2 separate regions of the Sus scrofa genome follow, and region 1 is linked to region 2. Evidence: chromatin contacts called from public HiChIP or PLAC-seq data. All regions are on one chromosome and are shown on one strand. Each heading gives the region's core, a stretch centred on a gene start, on an enhancer-like site or on the middle of the called end of the contact. The rest is flanking DNA. Distances are from core to core; before and after follow the strand shown. Region 1 overlaps POLR3GL (DNA-directed RNA polymerase III subunit RPC7-like). Region 2 has its middle 8.4 kb from the start of MCL1.

What was found. HiChIP or PLAC-seq counts read pairs in DNA pulled down with a chosen protein or histone mark.
Region 1: an H3K27ac HiChIP or PLAC-seq map of skeletal muscle shows a contact between it and region 2. The contact joins two enhancer-like sites. A contact is called at or near these places in 1 of 47 Hi-C or Micro-C datasets (skeletal muscle) and 1 of 2 datasets of contacts at active chromatin or transcription factors (skeletal muscle).

The regions. Positions count from the first base shown.
Region 1 is chr4:99,361,420-99,364,754 of Sscrofa11.1, forward strand. POLR3GL (DNA-directed RNA polymerase III subunit RPC7-like) reads right to left here. Exons shown (of 10, transcript XR_002343450.1): 9 at 3,271-3,335; 10 at 1,526-2,878. Among named protein-coding and RNA genes, the nearest start is that of ANKRD34A, 14 kb to the right of the region's middle. Within about 2 kb of position 1,657, at least 66 of the 83 cell types and tissues checked have an H3K27ac peak or open chromatin away from gene starts, as enhancers often do. A contact at or near this core is called in skeletal muscle, where this site is marked.
Region 2 is chr4:98,568,765-98,572,269 of Sscrofa11.1, forward strand. No RefSeq gene overlaps it. Among named protein-coding and RNA genes, the nearest start is that of MCL1, 8.4 kb to the left of the region's middle. Within about 2 kb of position 2,232, at least 57 of the 83 cell types and tissues checked have an H3K27ac peak or open chromatin away from gene starts, as enhancers often do. A contact at or near this core is called in skeletal muscle, where this site is marked.

The sequences.
Region 1 (3,335 bases), core at 407-2,906, 790 kb after region 2:
AGGGTATCTCTTTCCTTGCTAGTTAATGGAATTGCTGATCTTCCTGCTACTCAGGCTGCAGCAGATTCTTGGAAAGGACTGGCTAGATGCCTGAGGTATCTTTAGCCTGCCCAGCTGAAAACAAGGTGGGGAAATCCAGTGGCTGGAATGAGTTCAGCAAAAGCTGGACACATCCTGATCTTTATTCTCAGGACCATTTGGATTCTTGCAGGTGGATCAGCATCAGCTTGAAAGATTCCTAGTGGACATCGAATCAAATCGTTTCATACACGAGGAATGTGAGGCTTGGAGGCTAGACACGGAACTTTCCCAAGTGCACAAAGCTATGGAGTGGTATAACCAGGACCATGAGTCAGTGCTTCGCCCAGTTGAAATGGCAGCTTTTCCCCTTGGCTTAGTTCTTAAACCATCCTAGGCCTATAAGCCACCCTTCCTTACTTTCAAAGTTCAAACAGCAATAAAAATGAATTGAGGAAGGAGTTCCCTGATGGCCTAAAGGTTTAAGGATCCAGTGTTGTCACTGTTGTGGTGTGAGTTCGATCCCTGGCCACATACTGCAGGCATGGCCAAAAAAAAAAAAAGAATTGAGGAGAATAATTGCCTTCTCCTCACCAAACAATGGGTGTCCTATCCACATAACATTTGACCCTCCAATTTTCATTGGTCTCCCCTCCCAATCTTTTAGCTTCATGTTGCATCTAGGTCTTCCACTCAGCTGTTCCTCAAACCACTTGAGTCCCTGTGCTTAAATTTGCAGACCCCAATCTCAAGTTTCCTATCCAAGGTTGGAGGGGACATGGGGTAGGGAATAGGATTCTTGCCTGAGAACTTAGCCTGCCTGGGGCCACAGCCGTGGGAGTGGAAGCAGTCTGTTCAACATAACAGGTCCCAGCAGGCACACAGTACACGGCTGAGCAAGAATGGCGTGGAGCCTCTCTAAATGTTTGCCAACAGAGCCTCAATCTCTAATCTCTCAGGTGGTCCTCTGGAGGATTAGCAGCCAGGATCCTATTTACTGAGCCTTAGGCTTCAGCCTCAGCCTGCCCACTAGAACCTAAAAGCTATGGAAAGTAGGGGAAGGGTCAATGGAAACAGTCTAGCTCATGCCTGGAACACTTCTGGAATCTGGGGAAGCTGCTGGGTCCCCTGTCTCTGGCTTTGTTCAGCAAGGTCACCTGCCAGAAGCAGCGGGAAGCCAGATGGGAAAGAGTCCAGGAATGGTCTGATCTTTCTGACACCTTGTCTTTGAGGCAGTGCAACTGATTACAAGTGGCCACTCTAATCTTTATTCTTTCCCCTATTTCATGGGAAAAGGATGTGTGTATATGCGGAGGGGGGAGCAAAGATGTGTTCAGTTCTCCTCTACTGTCTCTTGTCTAGAATCTTCTTTGTTCCCAACTTTTAAATTCCCATGCTGACATTAAGTGGGATTTAGCAGGTCCAGCTGTGCACCCCCCACAGCTATAGATACAGTTAACCAGATTAGGTCTGGTATGTGTGTATATACAGGGGAGAAAGGCAAAAGGAAATTTTTCAGTGTCTTTTATTTTTGTTTCTTGCAGATTTCTCCCTGGCCACAATCAGAGGCTATAGTGTGACTATGGGAAACCCCAGTGACAGGTCCCCTGGCCCCTCCACGGACACAATACCACAGAAAACTAGAAAAGGAAACATCAATCATCACAAATTGCTCAATCACTCTGGAATGTTCTGTTTCTATTCCTGTTTCCTTCTCTGTTCTCTTGGCTGCTTTAAACTTAAAACCTACTACCACACCCAAATCAGGCTTTTAAGGTGCTTTCCCTCAATGGAGCCACAGCCCCTATTCATTCTTTGCAATGGGGTCAAAAATCTCTAATATTAGGTTGCCAGCCTCTATCACTTGATGCTGTAGGGAATTCAGTCTGCCTGTCTGAATATGGTTGAGGAATTTCTTGATGATTCTCCCACATCCTCTCTTTATGGCTTTCACATGTTTAGTAAGGTCGCTATGACAGCATCTCAGCTATCTATGCCTGCTTCCTTATCCAGTCCCTATTCTGGACACGCAGCTCGCCCGTGACTGTTGCATGTCAAGTGGCTGGAACCAATCAGTTCATCTAGGGCTTCCTCAGAAGCCAATCAGAGCCTAGGGAAGTGACCTCACCCAAGGGAGAACTGTGTGGGTGAGAAAGCACCTCTCAGAGCTGAGTGTCCCTAAGTCCTTGCCTTCCTCATGCCCCCCCTTACTTCCTGTAAAGCAACACTGCCTACCCTCCCCCACCCCTCCCCCAAAGAAGGGAGAGAAAGGCTGACCAAAAGAGAAATTGCAGTTCAGCCACATAGCAGATTCCAGAAGTGGAGAGAAGGATATTTAGAGGGCTCCCTCTTCACAGAAACACTTTTCAAAGTGGGGTCTCCAGGGCCTGGAAGAGGGTGAGTGGGTGTGCAGAAGAATCAGCACCTCCTCCCGACTCCCTCCTCCCACCTGGCCTTCTTGACTCTCCCCACAAAAATAGCTATAATCGCTCCTTGTAAACAAGGACAAGAGCAAGGTCAAGTGTGGGAAAGCGAGGGCCCGTGTCCCTGTAAACACATGTGAACAGAGATAATCACGTCCCCATTGCTTGAGGACCAGAAGCTCAAAAGCCAGCTGCTCTGCAGGGGGTGGGCTGTTTACAACTCACTCTGCACAGCCCTTAGGATGAGTTCCTGAATGTTCCCTGGCAGAGCTAGATTGGGAGTAGGTGTCCCACCACAGGGGGTGGCAAGAAGGTACAAAGGACAGGAAGGCTGAAACCCCCAGTGTGTCACACAGGACTCTTCACAGGTAAGGAGAGAAGAACAGCTCACTGGGCATCCCCTTCATTCCTCCAGCCCTCTCCCACTGGGCCTCGCCCTGGACAGAGACAGATAAAAACATTTTACTTAAAAATATAAAACTGGTCTGACTGCTCCTAACTGTTCCCACCCCCAATTACCTCCAAAAAGAACTGTAAAAAATGGGTAGGGGCATGCGCACAGCTGTCTCGGCTCTAAGGACTCCAGGAGGAAAGGACCCTCCTTTCCCCTTTTCATACAGTCAAGACACTGGTGCTTTGCCCTTCCTTCCCCCAAGATATCACAGGCGATACAGTTTCAGAGGAAAGAGGGAGGGGAAAGGTGGAAAAGAGAGCTATCAGTTGCCACTCTCTATTCGTATCTCCAGGGACCAAATAAGTTATCTGGATTCTGATCAAATGATTTGATTATTCACAAAACCAAATAGTAGGGAGGAGTTACTCTCTGTACCCTAAATCAAGAAAGATATGAGGGTCCAAGGTATTGTTCAGGGTCCTTCTTCAGTATATAGCCTC
Region 2 (3,505 bases), core at 982-3,481:
GTGTACCATGCACTGTTGAAGGCTGGAATTATAAAGATACTAATTCTGGAGTTCCCGTAGTGGCACAGTGGTTAGCGAATCCGACTAGGAACCATGAGGTTGCAGGTTCGATCCCTGGCCTTGATCAGTGGGTTGAGGACCCGGCGTTGCTGTGAGTGGTGGTGTAGGTTGCAGACTCGGCTCGGATCCTTTGTTGCTGTGGCTCTGGCGTAGGCCGGTGGCTATACCTCCGATTAGACCCCTAGCCTGGGAACCTCCATAGGCCATAAGTGCGGCCCTAGAAAAGGCAAAAAAAAAAAAGATACTAATTCTTCCCCTCAAACTCAACCAAAAAAGACTAGTTGAGGGAGTTCCCCTTGTGGCTCAATAGTAAGGAACCTGACGAGTATCCATGAGGATGCAGGTTTGATCCCTGGTCTTGTTCAGTGGGTTAAGGATCTGTTATTACTGTGAGCTGTGGTGTAGGTCACAGACACAGCTCAGATCCTGCACTGCCGTGGCTGTGGTATAGGCTGGCAGCTGCAACTCTGATTCGACCACTAGCCTGGGAACTTTCATATGCCACACCTGTGGCCCTAAAAAGCAAAAAAAGAAAAAAAGACATGATAAATAATGCAGGGTCATCTTTGATTGGATCCTAAATGAGAAAAAGCTATAAATGACTTGGCAATTGGGAAAATTTTAACATGGGCAAAATGTTAGTACTGTTTCAATATTAAATTTCTCGAGTGTATTGTGGTTATGTAAGAGAATCCTTGTTTTTAGCACACACATCTGAGGAATTTATGCATAACAAATCTATGGAAAGAAAGCCATTGTTGCCCAACTTTAAAGGTTACAATCTAGTAGTAGGAGTGATAACATAGACAAAAATAATTAGAATATTTCTGCTATGATAAAGGTATAGGACAAAGCAGAGTGACAACTTCTGGAAGTAGAAGGTGATAAGGAGGACTTCAAAATAAACATTTGAGGTTGGATCTTAAAATGAGTAGGAAAAACAAAAGCATGAAGTTGGGAAAGAACCTCTGGCAGGGGTAGGAGAGGGAGGAGAAAAAAGTAGTGGAAAACACTGGTAGAAAAAAGATGTCTGGTCTTAGAGGTTTGAATTTGGTTAAAATGACCTACAGCTGGGTGGATTGTGTTTATTTGGGAAGTTAAGAAGATAGATTCTATTGATTGTTTCCCCTGTCTTGTTAAAGTAGTGCCCTAAAGAAACACAACCTGGAGTTCCCGTCGTGGCGCAGTGGTTAACGAATCCTACTAGGAACCATGAGGTTGCGGGTTCGGTCCCTGGCCTTGCTCAGTGGGTTAACGATACGGCGTTGCCGTGAGCTGTGGTGTAGGTTGCAGACGCGGCTCGGATCTTGCGTTGCTGTGGCTCTGGCGTAGGCCCGCAGCTACAGCTCCGATTCGACCCCTAGCCTGGGAACCTCCGTATGCCGTGGGAGCAGCCCAAGAAATAGCAAAAAGACAAAAAAAAAAAAAAAAAAAAAAGACACACAACCTAAGGATCATAGACATTATTGGATCTTGGTGTAGGAGCTGGCATGGGCAGACCTGCTTTAAATAAAGTCGTCTTAAGAGCATCACCTCGGTTAGGTCACTCACATCTCACCAGCCAGCTCCTTCACCCACCCAGGTTCACATAATCAGGGAAAGAAACCAGGGTTTTGGGGGTTTTTTTGGTTTTTTTGTTTTTTTGCCACACCCACGATGTGTGGGGAGTTCCCTGGCCAGGGACAGAACCTTTGCCACAGCAGCAACCCAAGCTGCTGCAGTAGCAACACCAGCTCCTCAACCCACTGCACCACATGGGAACTCCTGAGGAACCAGGTTTATAAACAGACCTGAGACTGCTATGCCCTCTACAGAATAGAATTTACTTTTTTTTTTTTTTTTTTTTTTTGGCAACACCCATGATATGCAGAGGTTCCTGGGCCAGGGATGGAAACTGAGTCACAGCTGTAACCAGAGCCACAGCAGTGACAATGCAGGATCCCTGACTTGCTGAGCCACGAGGGAACTCCCAGGACAGACTTTAATAACAGCCCCCAAAGTTGTTACTGAACAGTGGCTCCACTCTCTCTAATCCTGTTCCCGTGGGAGACTCAATTATAGCTATTCCCATCCTGGTTCAAAAAATTAGTTTGCTCTGACTGCCCAGACTTCCCCACAGGCTGCATTCTTGCCCATGAGCTCATTGTTTTGGCTTCTCTGCCTGTGTAAATCCACAGCCACTGCCAGAATTCTCAGTCCTGGCCCCCTGGCTAGCTGGGGCTGCATTCCATTCAGAATTTCACCACCCCCACTTGGTTTTCTTCCTGCCCTTCATGGTCACATGTGTATGTTTATTCAAGTTATCCTGGAACAAGGTGTGCTGGGAAAGAGCCAGCGAAGCGGACAAGGAAAAGAATGTTTAGCCGTTACGTTTCTACTTGAATTAGGGAAGTTTTCCACTTTAAGAAATGTCATCAATTCTGTGCCTGTAAAAACAGTTTCTTGTCTACCAGGAGGAGCTGGTTTCAAAAATTTTTGCTTCACATTTCATAGTTTCCCCTCCAGAGCTGGTATGACTCAGGTGATCTGGAGGAGAGGGGTTTTCCCCAAGAAACTGGACTTTCATAAAGTTATTCAGGAATCTCTGCTCAGACCTTTCATGCATTCCATTCTCAGCTCACACCTCCATTCCTGAGGTTGCCTAGAGTGGTTCCCATCCATCTACTGTCCTTGGTGGGAATGGGGGAGACAGCTGGGCTGCTACAAGGAGCAGCTGTTAGGTTTCACTGCTTTGTTGCTGAAATTTCCTGAGAGGAGGGCTTGTTTATTTCCTTAGACTCTGAAAGTCCAGATCTAAAGCAAGGTGGGGCCCACTTGGGCTGAAGGAAGGGCATTCCTCTTTGTAAAGTTTTGGTTAATACCATATGGCCAAGCAACATACTCCCTTCCTCTCTCCACTTTATCATTACAAAAAAAAAAAAAAAAAACCTGCAGATTGAGACTGTGGGAGGTGACATTTTTTCATTTCTCAGAAATCCTCCATAAGGCCGAGTAGAGAAACAGAAAGAGGGAAACAGCTTAGTGTCGAAATGAGGTTTTCTCTCTGTGTTTTGAAATGAGGTGGCTTGTTTTCAGCTTTAAGGAACAACAGCTCTGTAGAGGAGAGTGGTAATGGTGGAGGGAGTGGTTGGTTACCTGCTTTCTTGACCCTTTCCCCCACCTCAAAGTTTGGTAGTTGGGGTCAGGTCTGAAACAGGATAGTGGTTTTGTGTCTTCCTTTCCTTCTGGTGAACCACGGTAGATACATCAACCCATCATGGTGCTACTGAGCAAAAGAAAACTTCTACTTCAAAATAAGGATTTGATGAGCAATCGCAGAAATAGTTTTTTTTGTTTGTTTGTTTTGTTTTGTTTTGTTTTTAGGGCCACACACGCAGCATATGGAAGTTCCTGGGCTACGAGTCCAGTCAGAACTGCAGCTGCTGGCCTTTGCCACAGCCACAGC